Regions from separate parts of the Mus musculus genome. Here regions 2 and 3 are each linked to region 1. Evidence: chromatin contacts called from public Hi-C data. All regions are on one chromosome and are shown on one strand. The core of a region is the stretch at or near the end of the contact, and the rest is flanking DNA. Distances in the headings are between cores, read along the strand shown.

Region 1 (4,224 bases), core at 1,710-4,209:
AGGTCAGCCTGAGCTATCCAGTAAGTCTCTAAGAAAAACCAAAGACCCAGTCTTAACAACAGCAAAACAAAAAATGCTATTTTTAATTAGTTCTTTGAGAATTCCATATAATGTGCTTTAATCCCATTCAGTGTTCTCCCAACTCCTTCCAGACCCATCGAATTCTTTCTCATCTGTCCAACTTTGTAATCGCTTTATATTTTAAACCCATCCCATCCAATTTGTGTTGCACAAATACGCTTAGATGTGTGCTTTCTGAAGAGCCTGTGCTATACTCTTAAGGAAAATGAATCCTCCTCCCAATAGCTATCAACTGCCAGGAGCCCCTCAGCTGTTATAAACATAGAACAACGTAGCCATTCCTCTCTCCAAAGTTAGTATCAAATATATTTAAGTATAAAAAAGAAGCAGTTATTTAAAATCCTTATAATCATTAGTGTAATGCTTAGCAAACATTTTAATAAAGCAGCACTAAGCTTATTGACTTGTTTGGAGGGTGCACTGTGGCATACATGTGCAGGACAGGAAACTCCATGCAGAAGTTGGTTCCCTCCTTCCACCATGTGGGCCCCAGAGATCTAACTCATGTCAGCATTTGTGGTAAGTGCCTTTATCCACTGACCCATCTCATCAGCTCAAATCATCACTAAATAAATAACAAAATTATCACAAAATGTATCAGCCAACTAGAACATAGAGTGATGTTCTATGACTTATTGAGGTCATTTTATTTATTAAAAAATAACTTGCTTTGATATCTTTTAACCATAATTTATATTTTTAAAATTATAAACTATAGAATTAACTCCTATTGTAAATTCAAGCTAAATGTGTCAGAATACTATGTTGAAACTTAAAAGAACAAGATAACATTTGAATTTTAAAGTATTCAACAAGAGAACACAGGCATTTAAAAAAAAAAAAGTCAACCCTGTACATCAAACTCAATTTACAAAATATCCTAACAGAAAGGGGCAAAGACATGAGTATTCTGGATAACAGTATGATGTGATAGGTACCATGAGTATAGCATGAGTACAGCATCCTGGGCCTGGCAATGGCTCAGTTGTCTTCTTCATAAGCCTGGGAAGTTCAATTTAATTCCCAGAACCCACAGGACGTGAGTTTGCTCCAGTAATCTCAGCAATGGGGAGGTAGAGACAGGCTAGTTCTTGGGCTCTCTAGCCATCTTGTCCAGCCTACAATCCAAGGCATAAGTGAGAGATCTAGTCTCAAAAATACGGTGGAGGGCTCCTGAAGAATGGCCTCTGGACTCTATATACCCAAGTGACCGTGTACATGGACCTGAACACACACATAACCAACCAACCAAATAAATAAATAAATAAATAAATAACAACAACAACAACAAAACCCCCTACCATTGACACAATGAGAACAGCACTCCTGGAGCAGCAGGGGATGGGAAAAGGAAGTTATCCACTTAGCACCACGGACAGTAGGTGCTCAACTTGTGGGGTGGTGAAACCCACACCACCTGTGGAAGACAGGCAGCCTCCACCCATTAAATGCAAATATAAAGTGAGAAGGATGAACTAGAAAGAGAACTCAGAGTTTTCTCATAAACCTCCTTCCCTTAAAAAGGCACTGGCATCTCAAATACAAGTTTCAAGAGTGTGATGTCACCTAAGCACCACAATCAAATAAATGCAGTTGGTACCATTCAAAAAGAAATGTTGAACGTTACTAAATTGGAAACTATCATTTGTAGCTAGCTAAGTCCAAAACCTCAAAGGCGTGCAATGATCAAGCGACCCTCTCATCTTCAGGGTGTAACTAGCACATTACAGCACACAACAGCATGTTGATGCTCTCCTGCAACCCAGGACAGGCGGGCTGACCTGAAGGCAAAGACACTCCAGCTTTAGTTGCATCTCTACAACCTTGGAAATTTGATTTAGCCTCTTCAAACCTATTTTTTCATCCGCTTTAAAGTTATTAAAATTGCCAAAGGGAAAATGTGATTTCATTTAAAAATCTCACAAATGTACATTTCAAAAATATGATGGGTTTATAAAACCATTACAATCTGTGTAAGCATACAAAGGTCAGATGCCAGTCCTTCCTAGAGATCTATTCAGTCAGCATCCGAGAGCACGAGGAACCAACATGGAGCACTTCATACTCTAATGGGACAATCCTAAGTGAAGGGCAGAGACAAATGGAGCAAGGCAGGAAAAGGCAGAGCATACAGTGAGGGCCTCTCAACAACCAGCATGCCTCAACCTTAGGCTTAAAAGCCATCTTATAGTAAAGACACACTAAGTGCATTCCAGTTTATGATTAAAACTCTGTTTCTCAAGGATGCGGCTATACCCTCCTTGTAACCATAACTACAAATGGCTCCCTTCTGCCCGGTCCAGGAATGGCAATCATAACTTTGTTTCAAAAATTAATTACCATCTTGCAACCCTAACTTGGTTTCAAAAGGGTTGTTATGGCTACCCTGCTATGACTACCTGTTGTCACGACCACTTGTAATCATGTCTCTGTTTCAGCAGGCCCTTATGGCTAACATGCTATGCTTATGTTCTGTTCTAGTAACCCACCAAATCCTTGATTTAGAAACCCTGCGCTATATACATAAACAAACAAACAAACAAACAAACCCTTGTCTTCCTCACACCCAAGTCTGACCTCTCAATCCCCACCTTAGGAGGAGGCAGCTTGTGTACACAAATAAAAAAGCTTGCTTTAACTAATTGCTTGCTTTAATTAGTTTGGCCTTGATGATTTGTGACAGTGGTCTTTCTCCCGTTAACACTTTTGTGGACCCAGATACCCTGATACATCACTGCATCCCAATAAAACAGCCCTCCTTCCAGCCCATCTAGTGACTTCTCTGTGAAATGCACATCTGAGCTCATTCATACTGCTTGGAAGAGACTGTGTCTCTTGCAGCTGCTGCATGTGCAGCCTGCCAGGCACTGCTTCCTTCCACCTCATCCCTCCCTACACACTTCCTCCCTCAGCAGGCCGCCTGCTTAGTCCCAGCCACACTGGGAACTACATCGTGATGCTGTGCAGTGCCCAGATCCACAGCACTCCAGGAACAATTACAGGGCATTCTGTAATTTAACAGGGAGGGATAGTCAAAAGAAATATGAGACAAAGACAGTTGTGGTAAGCACCATGGTCCATAAACTCATAATGCTTCTATTAATGAGAAATCACAAAAATGTAAGAGTATTTTCTGTATGTAAATGAGAAAAATAAACACAAACAGCTACACTGCATATTTTAATATAACTGTTGCATAATTTTGCTAGAGTTAAAAACTCACTGCCTAGCATTAGAGATGTACAAAAATATGCAATTCTGTATCTAAAATAGAATCAACAGGGTAGTTCATAAGTATGAGATATTTTATATACAAAATGAACAAAAGACTCCCTATAAAAATTTTAAGGCAAACAGAAAAAACTAGATCCAAATAAAACCCTTTACGGCATATTAAAACATGTTAAGAAAAAAGAGGTTACAATAATGAGATAGGTCAGGTAAATTTTGAAATAAACAGTTCAGTCTTGCCAACTGTTATATTATTAATGAAGTATTTAAGGATTTATTTTATAGTTACAGAGTATAATTAAATGAGTATTAAGATTAGTGCACTGTAAAAGCTCTTTAAAATGTGAAAATCCAAAACTAATTTGCCAACAAGTAAATGCTATAAAAATGCAACAAAACGGTCAGTCACTAAAATACAGAAAATGTACATCAACGCATCTCATAGTTAAAGCTGGAAAGAGACAAAGTCGTGGATCCAACTGCAGACAGAGGAAACGAAAGCCGAGAAAGCACAAGAACACTTGGGCCCACGGTGCCATCACTTAGGCTTGATAGCCTGCTTCACAGGCTCTGATACCGACCCTCGGTCAGTGGAGCCGCATGGAGCAAATGTTGATTTTATTCTCCACATGTAAAACTCTCCTCCACAGCACAGCCAGGGCTGAGTAAAAATCGGCCTTGCCCTCCAGCAGTGACTAAAGAGCCTGATGAACAAATAAACAGCAAGGCCAGCAGAGCGGAGGGAAGAAAGGAGACAAAAGACCAGCGCACAAGTGCTCTCAACCCCAGGGAGGAAAGAGAAATTCAGAAGACAGAAGAACACAGAGAAATCCAAGTTTAAAGCGAGGACCAGAACAAAATGCAATTATGAAATTGTGATGCAGAATCAAGCAATAAAGAGCCTTGATTTGA
Region 2 (4,604 bases), core at 216-2,715, 510 kb before region 1:
ATAATCATAAGATTAAATGATTGATACACTGGAGGATGAAGACACCAAGGGAAGAGGGAAATATAAGTCACAGAGAAAAGGAAGGACAGCTTGGCCTGGCCAGCCATGGTTATATAATGTTTGGAAATAGATTGCTTATGAAGACCCTAGAAAGGTACACTGAGAAATCTATTCAAGTCTATTCAAACCAGGTGAGATAATGTTTGTAGCAACTGCTGCAAAGAGAGATAAAGATCCCGTGCAGGACGCTCTTCTCAAGGAGCCATGTATTAGCCAAAGTAGGTTTTCAGCTTTCCTCTTAGAAAGTGACTAATGCTTGGCTTTACCTGGATGATTGTTCTATCTGTTATATTCAGAAAAGTCTAAACCTAGGAAAGCAAATAGATTTAATGTCATATCAACTCAATCAATATGAAATCTGCAGGGCTATTGGGAAGGATTATAAAGCCCTTCTAGCACATCAGAAGATCTATTAATAGTGTCTTACTTTGGTCCAAGCATAAGGGGTTGATATATTTGCTAACTCTGAAACCATAACTATAACTTAGTGAGTCACATTTTCTGATATACAGGTTAGAAGCAAAGTATTGTCTAGACATCCATCACAGACTTACATGAAAGTGGAAAAGCATGAAAGAACTGTCTTCCTTAAAAACTGTTTATCTGAAGGTCTGGGACTGATGGGAATTGAGTTTTGAAATAGAAAAAGCAGATTCTACTCATCAATCTGTGTTCTGGTTTCAAAGTCTTTTCACCCAAGTTCATCTGAGTCTGGCTTGTAAATATACTTGAACTTTAAAGGTTAAGAAGCTAATATCAACGTCCTCTCATTCCCAGAATGCTTTTTCAACTCATTTAGGAAGAGCAAAATACTGCAGCCTAGATTTTAAAGCTTTCAAAGTAAGTTAAAATAGAATATAATAGGGAGAAAGGAGAGTGAAAATGTCTCCCTACCTAAAGGAACTTGAACAGAAAGGCAGAGCACACAATATAGAGAGCACCCTTCAGACCATCCAGCCTCATCAATAATATCAATATCAGTCACCTATAAAGAGAGCAGGGAATGTGGCTGGGAGACCATTGGTATCTGCATTTGCTTCAATGCATAAATATTCACTGGGGAGAGAAGGTTGCTATATGACAAAAACTAAACCAAACCAAACCAAACCAAACCCAAAACCAAAAAAGCACCCCAAAACAGGAAGCCTGTCACCTTAGTAAATACTGAAAATGCATGCAAGAATATGTATTGAGAATATAAGTAACTTTCTAATGAACATTTCTAGAGTAATTTCTATCTTTAAGAATCACATTATTGCTTTCTGTATTCATTATAAAATTCCTCTGCCATTGGGTAATGTTCTGTTCGAGAAAAACTGTTTTTAAAGGAAACACAGGCTGGTCTTGATAAATATCAGAGAATGACCAGATGTTTCCTACTGTCTAAGCCGAAGCCATCAAAAGTATGATGGAGCTTTCAGTGCCAAAGTCATGAACAGCTTACCACCCACAGGCTTCCTAATGCAGAGCACAGCACTTCAGAACACAGCAAAGCATGTGATCTAAATAAAAGAGAAAAGAAACCAGGAAGTGAGGGGCAGATGCTAACACCATCTCACCATCCCCACAAAAAAGAATAGATGATGCTGTAGTCTTTTTTACATTCTTGGTTTCTAGAATCATATGACATCTCTACAGAGTAGAACTTAAATGTTTCTCTTCTGAGAAAAGAAAAACAAAGTGAACTCATAAAAAGGGTGAGAGAGAAAAACTGAAGGTAAGAAGAGCAAGCATATCAAACCATCTTAGTTATTTTCCCAGTTTTCTTTGTGTTGCTGTGGTAAACACCATAACCAGCAACAACTTGGGAAAGAAATGATTGGCTTTAGCTTATAGCTTATAGTGTATAATCTATCATGACAGAAACGTAGAAGCAAAAACTGAAGCATAGATCATGAGGAAGCTGACATTGGATTTCTCTTCATGGCTTCCTAAGCTTGAGTTTTCATACAACCCAGGGCCATATGCCTACGAGTGGTACTGCCCAAAGTAGGTTGCAATCTTCTACAACAATCGTTAATCAAGAAAATACCCCACAGACTATCTTCAAGTTCAATCTGATGAAACTATTTTCTCAACTGAGGTTTCCACTCCCCCAGATGACCTTTACCTATGACAGGCTGACCATAATTAACCTTTACAGCTGGGAAGTAATTTTAATATTGGATTAATCCAAAAATTTTTACTGTGCTCTTGATTGGTCTGTATTCTGACCTGATCTCAGGACCACTAGGACAAGTAAGGATGAGAGGAGAAAAGACAGGATTTCTGACTGACTGACTGACTGACTGACTGACTGACTGACTGACTGACTGAACACTACTATTGTGGCTGGTAGGCTTTTCTAAGCTTTAATTGGCTTCCTTGGCTATTGATCAGCAGCACACACGCAACCCCTTTCCCTTGAGACATACACAGAAGAACAAGCGAGAACATTCTAACACAGTAGTAGGTTCAAACTATGGTGTTAACCATGCAGCCACACACTAAGTGGCTTGCTTTTACTTTAGAGGAAAAAGAAAAGCTACTATGAGTTTATGAAAGAGGAAATGTATTACTGGATGGTTGGAGATATTCCTTAGAATAGAAGCATAAATGACAGGGGTTGTGACATGCCCTTAAGGCCCTGGAAAGAATTCCAAAATAAACTAGTGAGAGATGATCTGAGTGCACTGGACTTGAAAGATGGCAAGTCATGGGAAGAACATTGGTACAGGGGATGGAAACAGAGTCTAAGACTTCAAAGAAAAGATTCAAAGGTTTGTTAGTAGTAAGAGAAGACAATGCATGGCACAGGCAATGTTCTAAGAGATATGAAAATGGATGGAAGCATGAAAAGTATGACTTCTTTAATATAGTACCTCACTTATGAGTGATTTGGACCAGAAGTACATACCTGATTTCTGTCCAATAGATAAAAAAATTTTCTTCAAAACTATTTTATTTTGGAATGGTCTATTGAGTCAGTTAAATTTGAGGTAAGGATGGTCTCCCACATCCAAAGCTTACAGGAATATTTGATTCAATATGCTTAAGAGTCTCATAGTTCTAGGATGGAAGAGAGACTTCTTCAATATCTTAACATAAGTATACTTGTTGTATGAGATTATGATACTAAAAAATCTGACTACATTTTTGACATTTGGTTGATTAAAACTATGAATGTAGAATCAATGGGATATATATGGCAATCAATGGTCATATGCTATTATTTTATATATATATATATAATATATATATATATATATCTTATGCTATTATATGTTATATGTGTGTTATGCTAATATATTCATATGTGTATGCATATGTGTATGCGTATGCATATGCATATGCGTATGCATATGTATATGTGTATGTATTAGCATAAGACATTACAAAATGTGTTGAAGGAAAAGGGAAATAGCACACTTCTATGCAGAACCAGTGATGACTTCTGGCTCTGTAAGCACCTGTCTAAGTATTTTTTTCCAGTTGGCTGTGAGGAGAGAGGAAGTAGATGTGTTCTTAATCATTTTGCTGTCTTTGGCGATTTAACAGTCATGATTTACATTCAATATACCTTGACTTACAGAATCGAAAGAAGGTATATAGAGGAGCATGAAAAGCAGAGGTGAGTATGGGATTGGCTCCATGGAAGAGCTGCTGCCAAATAGATCAGAGACAATCTCCTAGACATGAGTTGATCTAGAAAAAAAGTGATGCAGAAGATAGAATGAAAGAAAGGCTACAGGTCCAAGAAGTGTACCCCAGTAAAATGCCATTCAATGTCAGAGAACAATGCCAGCAACCAGAAAGGAATTGGTGCCAAAGACTTGCTACTGAAGAAGAGGCAAAATTTCAAGAAAAAGTCCAGTAATCAAAGCTGAGATGAAGGCTAAGTTAAGGAGACTTTCAAACCAAAACAAAGGTAAAGAACTCTAAGAGTTGTGGAGTGTCAATGAAATTCAAAATCAAACCTGAATTATTTCAAATGGAGCTAATATATATAACTGAATGCAGATATTTATTATAGATGAATATATAAGGTTAGATTATGAAACAGTTTGCTTATTCATGCTTCTTAGGAATATATATTTGTAGTGATAACAAATTTAAGAAAATGAAAATGATACATTTGAGAAAATAAATTAAGATTAAAAACAATGGTAGTGAGTGTATCAGAAAGGGTAAAGGGTCATATTAGGGAAAGAGTTGTCTTAAGAAAAATGGCTTCATCAAGTAGATGAATAGAAAAGACAACAAGTTACTTTGGATGATTGAATTACATTAAAAATCGACCTTAACTGGGAAGTGAAACAGTAGAAAATAAGATTGAGAAGAGAAACATATATCAGGAATGAAGAACACGGCTGGAAAGATCATAGATGCATTACTAGCATAGACAGAGACATCTGATATCCCATATAATATTTCCTCTTTTGTCTTATAAGCTCCTTTCACAAAAATCATGTAAATTGTTTGTGACATATAGAAACTCCTTATGCAAACAGTATTGGGGAATCAAGGATAAATCATGGGAGAACAGAAGTGAGACGTAAGAGATG
Region 3 (4,404 bases), core at 1,732-4,231, 900 kb before region 1:
GTACATATTTCCTAAGTGTTAGACCCAAGCAAGATTTAAATTCAAATTTTGTGTATGTGTGTGTGCATGTGTGTTCTATCTAAGGAGTAGCTCTCCCTGGGTATGCTTAGAGTTGGTTGGACACACATATTATACTATATGTCAGGTTTTCTGGAACTAGAGATCCGTTTTCTTGTTTGAGACAGAACTCAGTTTCCAAAGCCTCACCTTTTCCTACTCTTATTATATTAGGGGCGACATGTGTGTGAATGTCTATGTCTTATGTGCAGTGGCCAGGGAACAACCTGATTGTCCTTCATATACCTTGGTTCTTTTTTTTTCAGCTTTTTTACTAGCTTGTTGGCCTGAAATTTATTAAGTCTGGCTGCTGAGTCCCAACACTGGGGTTACAAATGCACCTCATGGCCCCGAGTTTAGGCACTTGTTAAACTCAGGTACTTGTTCTAGTGAAATAAGGAACTTTACAGGGGACCTGTCTTCTCCCCCTCTTTTTCTTCTTCATCAATTGAAGCCCACCATAAGAATCTGACTTCAGTCTTTCACTCTGGCTTATGGTGGTAAGGAGGACCTGCCTTTCTGGTTCCTACAGACCAGTTACCAGAGCTGAGGACAGGCAAGACTCTCAAAAGGAAAAAGAAAGTAACTTTTTATTCAGACGTGTTTAGACTCAGCTTCCTCTGGAAGGCCAAGGCAGGTCTACAATCCCTGGGCAACTTTTTGAAGGAGATTTGGAAAGGAGAACTCCATAAGACACAGCGATTGACATAAGGGGCCTGCCTCTGGAGGAACTTTGGAAAGGTCCTTCCTCCTCCTCGGGGCTCCCCTTCAGTGGTAGGCAGTCCTGTTTATGTAGGGCATCCATGGCACTCAGAGATGGAGGGGCTGCTTCCGGGTAAGACTGAAGGCAGCTTCACTCTCTGTTTCTGCGGTTGGCAGTGCGGATAAAGGGCGTGCTGCTTTCTCAAGAGATCTCAAGAGAATGCATTTCAGCCACGGAGACCGGATTCTGAACTCACATTACTTTAAGCTAACGTGGCAGAGGTGGCAGGGAGGTGGCTACTGGCTCAGGGCCCTGAAACACTGAGTAATTTCTAGGATGGCTGGGACTGCAGGCAGCATTCCAGATACTTCCACGTTGCCTTCATGTTAAAAAAAAAAAAAGGAAGAAGAAAAAAATATTTGTCCACTATCTAGGCCAAGTAGTGGAGAGGCAGAGCCTTGGCTCGGGAACAAGACCCATCCCATTTATGGAAGGACATTGCTGGAAAGTTCCACCATAGAAAAAAGCTAGAGCTAGCTTTGCATATTTCACTGAAGGGTGGAGGACCACATTAGGAGCTGCTTGTTGGGGGTGGGAGTGGTTGAAGGGAGCCTGCTTATTTTCCTCAAATTTCTCTATCTACGTCATTCTTGACTTAATAAAGATTCGAAGCCTTTGTCAGATCTCCTCCGATGAAATGGCTGACCACTTTTGCGGAGCCCCCAGAGTTGTGTTAGGAACTGTAGACTTAAGAAGAAAGGGAAGAAGAAGAAGAAAAACAGCAGAAGGTGGCGTTTAAAAGAAACAAAATGAAATTTATTGCACATCAAATCTATGTCCAACGAAGCTGGCCCCTGTCACTGTCCCTGGATGGGTGTTTATTTAGTGGAGAAGAGGAAGATACAGTTAAAGGATGGAAGGGGCCCGTGTCAAGATGTTATTGGAGTCAAGCAGATTGACGGCTTAGAGTGACAGGCCTGGCTCTGCAGAGCTCAGAGGCCACTGGTGGGGTCAGAGACTCGAGATCATCCGAAGCACAGCCTCAGCGCCTGGGTATCGATTTTAAATTGAATTCCAGGTTTTAGTGCAATTAAAAGCTACTACGAGGATTTGAGGAGAGAAATGGTATGGTCAAATTATTAGAGCAGCATGGTTTTTATATTAATTAGAACAGACCACGGGGACCAGAGGGATGAGAGAATCTGCAGGCGAGGTAACTCACTAACGGAGTGAGCTCGGGAGCCCAGAAGGCCTTTGTGAAATCGACAAATTAAAGCTACAGTGTTGTCTGACATTACAGACAAGAGAGGGTTTTCCCCCCCCCCCTTCATTAATTTTATCTGATTCACTCACCTTATTAGTTCTGAAAGACTTGGGTCACTAGCCTGACTACTTCCCTTGCATCCGTCTGTAAGCACCAGCACAGCACTGTTTTGCCCAGCTATGTGGGTTCTCCGGTCCACAGGTGAAGCAAAAACGGAGAGCAAAATGTCCAGAGGAAGGGTTATGGGATTGCTTTATGACCTTATCTTAAAAAGGAGGACTTTGTATGTCTCCCCACTTATTCTCACCAACAGACATAGGTTGGTTTTTTTTTTGTTTTTTTTTTTTGTTTGTTTTTTTATTTTTTTTTTGGGGGGGGGAGGTGTTAGTCTGAAATCTGAACGTGCTTATCAGCTGGGAAAAATCTGACATTTAATTGATTTTATCCCTTAGAAGTGTGTGTGAGAGAGAGAGAAGAGAGAGAGGGAGGGAGAGAGAGAGAGGGAGGGAGAGAGAGAGAGAAGAGAGAGAGGAGAGAGAAGTGGGGGGAGGGAGACAGGGAGGGAGGGAGGGAGAGAGAGAGAGAGAGAGAGGAGAGAGGAGAGAGAGGAGAGAGAGGTGGGGGGAGGGGGGAGAAAAATTGACAGTATTACTAAGCAACAAGCCTGCTTATTTACTGCTCCAATCCACGCCCCCACCCTCCACCCCCCTACCCAGGTTGCAGACTTTCTCTTGAGTCCACGAGAGACTGCTGGCTAATTTTTTAAGTATAATTTCCCAAAGTACTGCCCCTTGCCATAGAAAATGCCACGTAGGTCTTCTGAGTTATAAATGCCGAGGAAAACCATGTTGGTTACGTTTGCAGCTTTTTCATTTTGTGGTTCTGGGTGGTACAGCCCAGTTGCCAACGTTATCCATTCCTCTTTCTGGGAACAGCCTTAATTGTACTTGGCTTGGTTGACACAAAAGGCCTCTGAAAAATATGAGGCTGGTCCCTCTAGTGTTGCTTTGTGAAGACTACAGTACAAAGTACTGGATGGAGGAACACAGCTGCAAAGGAGTGCAGAGAGCGGCTGCAAAATCAATCTGCTTCAAAACACATTATTGAAATGATTTTCTACAAAATGCCATGGTACTATACAGGGCTCCTAACCAAAGAAAATGCAGGCACTTTGCTACATTTGCAAGGACACGGTGTTCGTTGTTGAGACTTCCCAGAACAAACAGTAAACGATTGAAATCACATTGGCCAGAGTTACCAGAGGGTCAAGAGCAATATAAGCTTGCCTTGCTTTTAGAAACGAATTCACAATACTGGTTAGGACTGTCTGGCTATGCTCATAGGCTTTCACTGTCATAAAAAGAGGAGGCAAGATTTCATATACTTCTTCATTCTTTCTCTGATGCCCCCTGATGTTCAATAAAAAGAGTATGCTATCTTCTTCCTGTTTTTCTTTGACTTTTTTTTTTCTACCCTCAGACATTTGTTAAACTACTAATCTGTTCCAAAGATAGAAAAATGATAAGATACATTCATTTCCCTGGACATGCATCATCATCCCATGGGAAGACAGACTCTTAGTGACAAAATAGATTTATATAATGCCTGGGACACAGGGGAAATGGTATTAATTATTAATGCTGGTTATCAAGAAAGATGAGGTATTTGAGCTGTGGTCTGAAGCTAGAGTTAGAGTCCTCATTAGAGGCAATTCATGGCTTGACATCATTGACTGATCCTTGGTCAATACCAGTTTGGTCCAGTTTCTGAGGAGATCTATTATGGCATGTGCAATGGGCAGCTAGTCTGTGTGTGTATGTATGTATGTATGTGTGTGTGTTGTTGTTGTTGTTTGTTTGTTTGTTTATGCTACTGCTTCAAGGCTCAGATTTCCTGCCTTATTCCAGTGTCCCTTATTCTGCATGTGCAGTAAAAGGAGGCCCACGGCAGAAAGGCCAGCTCTCCATTAAAGGAACATGAAATAAAACTGGGTGGTTTGAATCAAGACTGCAGTAGCTCTGGATTCCAGCAGAAAGGGGTTGGTGTCACAAGGGGAACCCTGATCCTTTGTGGGGGTAGAAGTAAGGTTTGTTAGAGGGAGTCAGGTTATTAGTGATGATTTTATTAGAAAATCTCTTTCAGTTCTGAAAGCCTATTAACAAAATTTCATATTTACATTTAAAGGGGACTAATTACCTACAGAGAGTCTCGATAGCCTCAAACCCACCCGAGAGCCCAGCACAGTGTTATTTCACTAGACACTGGCTTACAAATCCTTTAGAAAAAAGGCACCCCACCCTGGTCATCATGTTGTTGGCAGTGAGGTTGACATTGAAATTCATTGACTTGAAACCACACAGTCACTTTTCAAAGGCTGTTT

The links. Hi-C and Micro-C count contacts between places; a contact is called where the count stands out from the background.
Region 2: a contact with region 1 is called in a Hi-C map of the HPC-7 cell line, with 4 times the contacts expected there. The contact joins two enhancer-like sites. A contact is called at or near these places in 2 of 484 Hi-C or Micro-C datasets (the HPC-7 cell line and pre-hematopoietic stem cells) and 1 of 9 other capture datasets (embryonic stem cells).
Region 3: a contact with region 1 is called in a Hi-C map of muscle stem cells, with 2.6 times the contacts expected there. The contact joins two enhancer-like sites. A contact is called at or near these places in 1 of 39 promoter capture datasets (the 3T3-L1 cell line), 12 of 484 Hi-C or Micro-C datasets (3T3-L1-derived adipocytes, adipose-derived mesenchymal stem cells, cortical neurons and 6 more) and 1 of 115 datasets of contacts at active chromatin or transcription factors (astrocytes).

Annotation. Positions count from the first base shown.
Region 1 is chr6:3,511,551-3,515,774 of GRCm38.p6, reverse strand. The region is part of intron 2 of Vps50 (VPS50 EARP/GARPII complex subunit); the gene reads right to left. Among named protein-coding and RNA genes, the nearest start is that of Vps50, 15 kb to the right of the region's middle. Within about 2 kb of position 2,959, at least 57 of the 459 cell types and tissues checked have an H3K27ac peak or open chromatin away from gene starts, as enhancers often do. A contact at or near this core is called in the HPC-7 cell line and muscle stem cells, where this site is marked.
Region 2 is chr6:4,023,447-4,028,050 of GRCm38.p6, reverse strand. No RefSeq gene overlaps it. Among named protein-coding and RNA genes, the nearest start is that of Gng11, 22 kb to the right of the region's middle. Within about 2 kb of position 1,465, at least 8 of the 459 cell types and tissues checked have an H3K27ac peak or open chromatin away from gene starts, as enhancers often do. A contact at or near this core is called in the HPC-7 cell line, where this site is marked.
Region 3 is chr6:4,415,923-4,420,326 of GRCm38.p6, reverse strand. All of the region lies in intron 3 of Gm46948 (a long non-coding RNA gene), which reads left to right. Among named protein-coding and RNA genes, the nearest start is that of Gm33788, 6.7 kb to the left of the region's middle. Within about 2 kb of position 2,981, at least 131 of the 459 cell types and tissues checked have an H3K27ac peak or open chromatin away from gene starts, as enhancers often do. A contact at or near this core is called in muscle stem cells, where this site is marked.